Linked DNA regions of Hordeum vulgare: regions 1 and 2 are each linked to region 3. Evidence: chromatin contacts called from public Hi-C data. All regions are on one chromosome and are shown on one strand. Each heading gives the region's core, a stretch centred on a gene start, on an enhancer-like site or on the middle of the called end of the contact. The rest is flanking DNA. Distances are from core to core; before and after follow the strand shown. Region 1 has its middle 420 kb from the start of LOC123426404. Region 2 has its middle 330 kb from the start of LOC123426404. Region 3 has its middle 3.9 kb from the start of LOC123426404.

Region 1 (3,391 bases), core at 608-3,107, 430 kb after region 3:
CATAGAAGTCGCAGAAGTGCAAGTGGGACGGCTTCGGCGAGTAGACGAAGCGCACGTGGAACGTGGCGCTCCTCCGCCCATTTTACACCTCAACCAGTGTATGTATGTATCCCCTAACCTTTTGGGTCTAACGAATGCAGCACGTACCCTGGGGGACACTTTGGGGCTACCTTTTCATCGTCTCTCTCGAGCGCACCTATTTTACGCATTAGGCCTCTTCTCTCCACTTCTAGCGTCCGGGTCCAGCTCGCCAGACCCGGGGGCTCATCAGCTAGTCCGCCTTCCTCTCTCAAGCGGGCCTAGTAGTGTGCGTTACTACAAAACTTAATTCTTTGCTCTAACCACAAACCGGTCCCCGAATGTCGGTTGGCGAGAGCTCAGGATTGAAAGCGTCCCCACAGAAAAAACGTCTAAGGAAGTGCGGCCAGCTCGGACTCCCCGACCTATCCTCAACCGGCCTCTCTCGCCCTCGTCCTAGCTCAAGTCTCAAAACCCTAAGTAACCCGTCGCCTCCCCCAAGGCCAAGGCCCCATCCTAGTCACAGACTGGCTCCTGACTGTCTAGTTGGTGGGGTAGAAGCTGGGGAAGGAGGCATGAGAAAAAAAAGTAAATAACGAAGGTAACGGATGAGCCGACACTTAAGAATTGTTTAAAAGGTAAATAACGAAGGCAACGGGTGAGCCGACACGCAAGAATTGTTCAAACCAAGACATGCATATATTCATAAAAGATAAAAGGCCCACGTCCCTGAGTTCAATACAGTAAAACTACACCCCTAGTGTGTGGACTTGAGTACTCGCAAAAAGTAGGAAAAGAAAATTTTAATTGGTGGAGGCGTTGTCTGCTCCAGCTCGTACCACGTCGGTCGTAGCACCAATGTCCGCCTCCGCCATGGCATCGGTGTACACATCGGCACCGGAGCCGGTCCCTTCATCACATGTTTTGTTGGCACTCCACTCTGGGTCGTCGAAGGCCAACAGGTAGTCATCCTCCGGGACCAAGGTGCCATCAGCGGTCCGCTCCACGACATACGTGTCCCAGGAGGCCAAGGAAGCAGAGGCTATCCACGCATTGACCCGCCTTGACCCAGCCTCCAGCCACCGCGCCAGCCGGTTCATGGAGAGGGGCTGCACCACGTGTGCCAGAGGGTGCGAACCAGACCCAGGCCAGCGGTCTGGAGCTGGTGCATTACAGGCACCACCATCTTCACGTGATCCTTGGCAGCAACCCCAACCTCCTCCATAGTTCAGCCGACAAGTGGCCCAATATGGACATGTTCAGCACCCGCTCCTCTTGATTGGCCTCTACGTCCGTCTCCGCTGCCCCCTGTGTCTCGGGAAATACCTCTGGGTGGAGAAGGCACGCGAAGAACAAGAAGCCGAATCCAAAGCCAAGCAAGACTAAGGTGGTGTTTCTTTCCCACGGACTAGACCTTTTGTAGTCCGAGGAACTTAAAAAAAATCCCTTCAACAAAGTCTTTTTTAGTTTTTAAAAAAAAGTCCCTTCTGTTTCTTTATCTATGAACTAAAAGGGACTTTTTAGTCTATTCCGTGGACAAAAAAACACCACCTAACAATACAGGAAAACTGACGAGCGATAACGTGGTCGATCTGGTGTGCCTCCTGCCCGGTCCATCTCCGACCAAGCGCATGCTCGCCGGTTGCATTCGTCCCTCGCCACGCGCCTCCCCAAGAGCCTTCTGCAGTAGCGCTTCTTTGATTGCCAGCGCGTGGCGATGAACCTTGCCAGCCGGTCCATCTCCCCCCTAGTGGGCCTCTTGCAGTTGCCTCCTCTCCTCCAACTGGTAGCCCGCCTCCTCAAGTAGCCGGCTCCACTCTACGGACAGGTGTACATGCTTCTCATCGGCTTTGGCTAGCCGGCCACGAAGGGTGTCTGACTCAACGACAAAGGGTGCATGATGCAAACGCGCTACAGTCAGCTCCCTTGGGCAAAATAAAGAAGAAATTACAAGCAATTACATACCCTGCGCATGCTCCTCGTCGGCCTCCTTGGCGGCTAGCCGACCCTCTTTCTCATGATACAAGTCAGCCTGGACACGGTCCGGTCCCGGTCCGAGCCGGTGTTTGGACCGGCCGGCGGCGGTCCGGACCAGACAGGACCGAGCTGTCCAGCGGTCCGTATTTTCAGGACCGGCTCGAAAGTGAGCTGGCTCGGTCAGTCTTTTTAGGACTGTGAGGACCGATTGGAACATTCCTTTCAGCAGTTGTTTAGCTCTGATTTAGTTGCAATTTAGGTCCTCTTTAGCTACAACAACAGCAGTTCCTGCAGTTTAAGTCCTAGCAGCTCCTGTTTGCAAAATGTGCTAGCTAGCTTCTTAACCAAGCATACACTTGTACATTCAGTATTCCTTTGCTGTATTTTTGCAACGAATTTGTCAATGTAGAGTGCTGCCACATTGCACTACTCAACCAAGTGCAACTTACTCCATGCCGAGACAACTTTACAGTACATTACAATGTACAGAAACTTCAGAAATTACAGCAGCAGCGCGCTTGTTCCCGTGGCGAGCTTGGCGCAAAAATGGAATTGCGAGTGGACAGTGATCGCCGGAGACACGATCGAAGCGGAGGGAGACAAACACAGAAGTTTTTCCGGCGCTCGAACACCTTGTCGCGCGAACGACTTTTCTGTTTTTCACCTGATCGAGAACTCCTGAGCTGCTGCGGCGCACACACTACAACGAGGTAAGCAGCGGCAAGCCTGGAGACATGGTGGTTCATCCAAGGGCTGCCGGTGGCCGTGAAGACGAGGAACAGCGGCGGGCACTGCTTCTGCATCAGTGCATGTGCTGGTGCATACGTGTGGCGGCTAGCAGAGGGGACGGCTGCGAACAGAGGAGACGACGACGAGCAGAGGATATGGCGGAGAGCAAAGGAGACGACGACGCGAGCAGAGGAGACGGCGACGCGAGCAGAGAAGAGTGCGGCGAGCACAGAAGACCTCGGTCCTGCGAGCGGTCTCGGTTAAAGACCGGACCGGACCGACGAAGTGGCGGGCCGAAATCTGCAGCCCGGACCGGCTGGATTTTCTACCGGGCTACGACCGAGCCGGCTTGGACCGAGCGGGCCACGAGCGGGCCACGAAGCCCGCTCACCACGTACAGGCCTAGATACAAGGCCAGAAGCTTGTTGAAGGCCAGCACCTGGCGGTTGTCAAGGGCCTCCAAATAGTAAAGATGATGGGCATCGCATAAAGACTCGACCCAGCTAATTCACAATCGGCCCTAGCCTCGGGGGCTACAACCAGTGGGTGCGCTGGCGTGTCCCCCACTAGAAAGCATTGGACAGAAAACAAAGGCAAGGCGAATGGTTGGAAGCACGTATCATCATGGACTATTCGAGATGGACCAACTGGCCGTGGGCCTCCTAAG
Region 2 (3,079 bases), core at 400-2,899, 340 kb after region 3:
TGGAGATATACTTCACACAACACTTGGAACTGATCGATGTTGGTCATGGAACTAGGGCCAATATCCTCAGGCCTGAGGTTGAATAAATGCAGAAGGTCACTAAAGAACTTTGAGTCATGGGCAAAAGCCTCTACCTAAGTGATAAGGAAAGATAACAACTTTTCCTTCTCGAGGCTGCGGATAAGACTATTTTTTGGGAGCTCGCCATCCTACCTCTTTTCAAGCAAGCAACAAACCTTGGATCACAAGATCCTCCGAAGTGAGTTTGGACTATTGGGACCTGACCAAGTTGCAAATTTTCATATTCTTAGGGGCCTTGGCAGGTTATGGAACAGCTACGAGGATGATAAATACAATAAGCCGGTGCCTATTATAAGTCACCACTTATGGATTATTACTCATGAAAGCAAGGCACATTAAGTTCCTACGGAAAGACATTTAACTCGGCAAAATGAGCAGAAAGACGTTTAAGCCGGTGACAAGAAGTAAGGGAGCTCGAAGGCATACTGCATCTCTACAAAAGACTTCGCAAAAATTGATGACAAACAAGTTTCTAACACACACCTTATTTGGAATGGATCTAAATAGACACGGAAAATAGAGGAATATATACTCTATACTAGCGGAAGAACAGAAACTTAAGCATTTGTATGGATCTCCTAAAGTAGTTCATTCCAGATCTATTTACCTTAAATAAAAGAAGGAGACCGCAACAAACTTATGGATGCATACAGGATAATGAGCTTATGGGTCTACAAAGCGACTGTTTGGGTGAACTCGATGTACACGGTATGAACACCACAAGGATCAAACCGTAATAAGGAAAAAAGTGTACCACATCTTGTTGAAGGAGGGATGGGGATGTCCGCGTCTACTCCGACGATAGCATGAGAGGTCCAATGGCGTAGGAGGCACCCACCAGAGGTCTCAGCATCGTCTTCGAAGTTCCGACGGTGCTTGGTGAAGAAGGCGGTCGCAAGGAAGAAGAAGAGTGGAAAGTTAACACATGGGTCCACCTCGCCTATTTATTAGGGGGAGGGAAAAAATGGCCCCATGCAGAATGGAACAATCGTGGTAAATTCGTGGCTAAGATTGCGCCTCAATTTTCATGCTAGTCCGGATTTCATGTTATTTTCAAAAGAAAAAGTTCATTTTATTACCCTAAACAAACTTGGTGGTTCACATCACCCTTTGATCTATCACCTTCACCAACGATAAACTCATACCGGACAAGAAACACCTGGGTGTTTTGTCTCCACTTGGAGCTGACGTGACGGTGGTCAACGGTGGTTCTGGCGGTGGTCAACAGGGTCGCCTCCGGCACCGAAGGCGTGTACCGAGCTGACATTAACGTGTCGTCCAGCCTAGCCCTCAACCCGTTCAAGATCAGCCCCAGCAACCAGGCGTTGTGCTTCTTGTCCAACTGCAGCGGAACGTAGCCGCGCGTGGTCGAGTATGCTGGTGTGCCCAGCTGAGGCAAGCCCATCGTCGCATTCGTGGGAGGGAGCTACGACCGTGACATCCCTCCGGCGATAAACGCCGGGAACTGCACGTACAAATTACCTGCCGGTGCTCGGGACGGAGGCGGTGGCCTCGACGGCAGCCAAATACAGCCGGCTGCTGAAGGCGGGGTTCCTGCTGGACTGGGCGGGCACAGGCGGCATCGGCGACTGCCTTGCCTACGTGGCGACCAACGGGCAGGGTCAGTACACCAACAAGCCCCAGCTCGTGACCTCCGTCGCACCCCAGCTCGTGAACGCCGGCACGCGTCGCCTTGCCCCGCACGACCGTGCACCCGCGCTGCCACATGTCGCAGGTCACCGAAAATGGGGAATCTCCCAGTCCACCTGCAGGACAAAACCACCGTTGACCACCGCCACGTCAGCTCCTAGTGGAGACAAATCACCCAGATTTTTTTTGTCCGGTATGAGTTTGATCGGGGGGTGAAGGGGACAGAAATATAGATTGGGGGGTGATGTGAACCACCAAGTTTGTTCAAGGTAGTAAAATGTACTTTTTTGCTTTTCAGAAAGATTCACTATGATGACTTTGGATGAGAACTGTTACAAGGATGACATCATACGAATATTACCCGGCATAATCTTGACCCGGGTTGGCCCAAGCTTCCTACTTCTAACATGTTTATGATGGATTTTAGCATGGATGAATCCAAACTAAATTGGTGGCTAATATCGGTTATATACCCCACGGGTATAACCCGCCCCTTTTTTAACCCGAGCTCTACTAAAGACAGTCCAACCGGAAGATGTTCATGAGAAGAACAAGGCGCAGATGGGCGGCTCACTACGTGGGCGGGCTCATTGATGTTGTGTGGACAGTTGGCTCAATATGAAGATGGAGTAAACTTTTTTTCCCTTGAGGAATAAGGAAAGGAGGAGTTAGATTAGATCACGGGTTCTTTTATAACCCGGACTCTATTGTAAACTTAAAGGCATCCACATATATATAAAGGAGAGCCCTTGATGCTAGAGAGATCAAGTAAGAAACAAGTACACCCACAAGATCTAGGCTAGTGATTCCGCACCCTTGTAATCGAGATCATTATCAATATACACACAAGCAGGATGTAGGCTTTTACCTCCGTCGGAGGGGCCGAACCTGGGTAAACTTGTTTCTTGTTCCCGATCAACCCCTTTGAGTTCCCACCTAGTTGTGATGGCTCCACACCTAAGTCCATTCAGAAGGACATCTGTTGTGACGAAACCACGACAATTGGTGAGCGTACCGGAGGTGGAATACCGATGGTACAATCACTCCCACAATAGTGGCGGAAAGCTCAGTGGGCCGATACGCATGACGAGGCACCCATGGCTTCGTCGGTCCCGCGGGATCGCGAAGACCAACACCAAGTCCTGTGGGACCGACGGGTTGAGGATGCACGAACCACAATTGAGCGGCTACGGGAGGCGCACCGTCACTCCAATGACCGTGTCGTGCCATATTTTGATGAACATGCGCCAGTGTTACATTGAAGCATACCTTACGAGGTTGGCTGCCCCATGTTCACCCACGACCTGCCGCAAGTCTGTTAGCCCTCCTCCAAAACCTTCATGTCGGA
Region 3 (3,198 bases), core at 152-2,651:
AACTGGGCTCACAGGATTATCACCACCTACCTGATCAGGGTAGCGCGCGTGCATAACCCTCCCTCTTTGGAGGTACCGGTGAGAGATCACGCGATCAGCTCAAGTCACGGTCGTCCCATATCGGCAAGAGGTGGTTGTACGATAAAGCCCGGACAGGTGACTCGAGATCAACACACTAAGTTTACTTTATCAATATGTTTATCAAGCTTGTCTACTTAAAAACTCATCATGATAATAGTGGTGAATGCAATAGCAATGATAAGAACACTATAGACTATTTCTATATCATGAACCATTAATACCACAGGATGTGAATAGCAAATTATTACTTCACATGTTTTATCTATAACTGAGATCCTCGGCACCCTCGCATAAACTTAGCAAATAAATCGGTAGCCACCAGAACGGTTGTTACACACATATCTGGGACATTACCGGAATAACTCAACCCCGACCCAAGACGGCTGGAAAGCAGCTCAGAGCATGAGGCGGTGTTGATAAGAAGAATGTGGGAGTTCCCTAAGACGACATAATGACAGCTCAGAGCATAGGGTCACTACCACGGAAAGAAATTCAACAGTTGTTCGTGACGGCCGAAAAGCAGCTCAGAACATGAGCTAACTGCTGACAAGAGAAGTATAAAGTTGGCATCCACCCCGGACGGCCGAAAACAGCTCAGACTCAGGCATGGTGCCACTATTAAAGAAAATGCGAGCAAGGGTTCGTCGGCAATCTCACATATTACATTGCTTAATCACGAACCTCGCAAATTAACTATGCAAGAGCATTTCAAAGCAAAGCGTGAGGGCATGTATTACATGACAATTACTGTAAGAGAATGTACTACTGCTGTCTCCGTTGCATGCAAACACAGAGTAACAGTGTTACAGGGTAAACACACTTGGTGCAAGCAGAGCTATCACGCATATCCGGAGCTTATGATAAGAGGTTGGCTTGCCGGGGGGGTCGACGAATACACCGTGAAGAAGCACACTATGACACCGAGAAGATTTACCGGAGAGGGTTCTATCTCGAAGGGCTCGGTTGGAGGGCAAGGGCAAAACTGTCATTTCTACTGTGCAAAAATATCATGAAAATAATATAATCGAGATGGGCTCGACGAGACGAAGACGTGAGCGCTGGTTTTACCTCAATCGGAGTTACGGTTGAAAAGTTATGGACGTTCATTCGTTAGGCAGAAATCAAATAAAAACTTATTTGTTTCTGATCTTAACCAGTGAACGTTCACAATAAAAGCAGTTCAGCCGGCGGGGTTTTAAAATAGAAAGCGTGTTCCTGGGAATACGCTTTCACCAAATAGAAAGTGCATCCCAGGGAAGGCGCTTCCACTTAAACCATGCGGGCCCAGGGATTGACCTCCTTTCTCTCACAGACAGTGGGCGCCTTATCCACTCCCTCTCTCACTGGCGGGTGGGGACCGCCCCTTCTCTATCTCCTCTCCTGGGCCTTCTTCTACCTCGCAATGCCGGATAGAGAGGACCGAGCCGCCGGTGCGGCCGGCAACTGGAGGCCACGAGAGGGCCGGCCGGCGGGAGGAGGGTCTCCGCCAGCCCATGTCGCGCTTGCTGGTGCCCACGAGGCCACTGGTCCTGCGCCACAGCGCCGGCGCCACGAGCCGGGCACGGCAGCCGGTGAGCTTCGAGGGGAGCCAGCGTAGCGGGACCTCTCTTGCGGAAATAAGGGCGACATCAGCCAGGAGAGTCCGAGGGGGTGCTCTGACTGAGGATAGGGGAGAGGGGGAGGACCGTGGGGCTGGAATCACCACAAAAATCCCGATGGGGCACTCGACCATTGGACAGGCAAAGAGATCCATGAGCTCAATTAGGAGGGGGAACTGGGGCTGCTGGTGCTTGCGAGCTCGGGGAAGGGCTAGGGCACACCTTAAATAGCCTCAGTAGGGAGCCCTCGCGATTCCGGAAGAAGCTCCGAGAATCCATGGCGGGATTCCCTTATGTGCACACCTGCAGGGGCAAGAGGACGAGGGGGAGAGCGTCCCAGAGTGTTCACACGTGCCGGGGGAAGCTCTACGACACCCCTGGGACAGCTTAGAACCAGCTGGAGCGAAGCTCCCGTCGACCTCAATGCACAGAGCTTAGTTTTGGCACGCTCTATCCATGGTCACCACGTGGCCATGGCCTTGCCTTGTCTCTCAAGCTGTCACACCATGTTTAGGATGTTCCCCAAGCAACACTGAGCTGCACTATGCATCTGGATAACCATGAGGGGCAATGAGGTGACCAAACCAAAGTCAAACAGTCTCCAACAACAACGTGTTTATGATGTGGTGTGGCCACCACAGTGCACCTCTTGGCGTGATGTTTGGCTGAGGTTGACCACTCACTATGGTCACTATACTCGTAAAAATTCAGCACAATCCAATATGTCTATGGGGTACTTCCTTTGTAACTTGGCATACTGACCAGAAATGAAGAAGATGATGCTGGGGTCAAATGTCTAAATGGAAATGGCTGAAATTTGGAGGACACTCATGATTTAGGCATATAAAGGCACTGACAAAGTTTCATACCATTTTCATAAATATAAATGGTACTTCCTTCACACTGCTCCAATCTGAACATAATCTTAAATAATTGGCTGGGGAAGAATGGGGTGATGAACTGGGCTAAATTTTGGTGGACAAAGATGATTTAACATGGTGAATTAGTCTACATAATTTCAACTCAAGGGAAACAAGGAATCAAGCACTTCCTTCACAAACAAAAGATCTGGACAGAATTTGCAAAGGGATATTGTGCTCAATTTTTGAATTGGGGAACTTGATATTTGAGTGGAAATTATGAACATATGGATATGAGAAGCTCCACAAAATATTTGAGATTTTTACTAGCTACCAAAATGGTACTTCCTTTGTAAAGTATCCAAAATGCTATATTGGCATAAAATAGGAAAATGCAATTTTCCTTTATTCTATGATGGCCGATATTTTATGGGAGCTCAATAGGATCACAAAGAATATCTATACAAGTTTTCATGAGCATTGGAGATGGATGGATATTTTCTTGGATTTAATAACTCAGAAAGGTAGAAACAGGAATTAATTTCAAAGGGGAAATATTGCATATGGCTTGGCAATATTTTTGCGTATACGGGGGTCATGAGGGATGAATGATCTCTGGAAAGACTTGGAGGATCAACAAAGCAAGGTAAATGCTAGCT

What was found. A called contact is a pair of places that touch in the nucleus more often than the background predicts.
Region 1: a contact with region 3 is called in a Hi-C map of leaf, with 3 times the contacts expected there. The contact joins two enhancer-like sites. A contact is called at or near these places in 2 of 6 Hi-C or Micro-C datasets (leaf and seedling).
Region 2: a Hi-C map of seedling shows a contact between it and region 3, with 3 times the contacts expected there. The contact joins two enhancer-like sites. A contact is called at or near these places in 1 of 6 Hi-C or Micro-C datasets (seedling) and 1 of 1 datasets of contacts at active chromatin or transcription factors (embryo).

The regions. Positions count from the first base shown.
Region 1 is chr2H:397,780,952-397,784,342 of MorexV3_pseudomolecules_assembly, reverse strand. No RefSeq gene overlaps it. Among protein-coding and RNA genes, the nearest start is that of LOC123426404, 420 kb to the left of the region's middle. Within about 2 kb of position 1,857, at least 3 of the 3 cell types and tissues checked have open chromatin away from gene starts, as enhancers often do. A contact at or near this core is called in leaf and seedling, where this site is marked.
Region 2 is chr2H:397,874,026-397,877,104 of MorexV3_pseudomolecules_assembly, reverse strand. No RefSeq gene overlaps it. Among protein-coding and RNA genes, the nearest start is that of LOC123426404, 330 kb to the left of the region's middle. Within about 2 kb of position 1,649, at least 2 of the 3 cell types and tissues checked have open chromatin away from gene starts, as enhancers often do. A contact at or near this core is called in seedling, where this site is marked.
Region 3 is chr2H:398,209,399-398,212,596 of MorexV3_pseudomolecules_assembly, reverse strand. No RefSeq gene overlaps it. Among protein-coding and RNA genes, the nearest start is that of LOC123426404, 3.9 kb to the right of the region's middle. Within about 2 kb of position 1,401, at least 3 of the 3 cell types and tissues checked have open chromatin away from gene starts, as enhancers often do. A contact at or near this core is called in leaf and seedling, where this site is marked.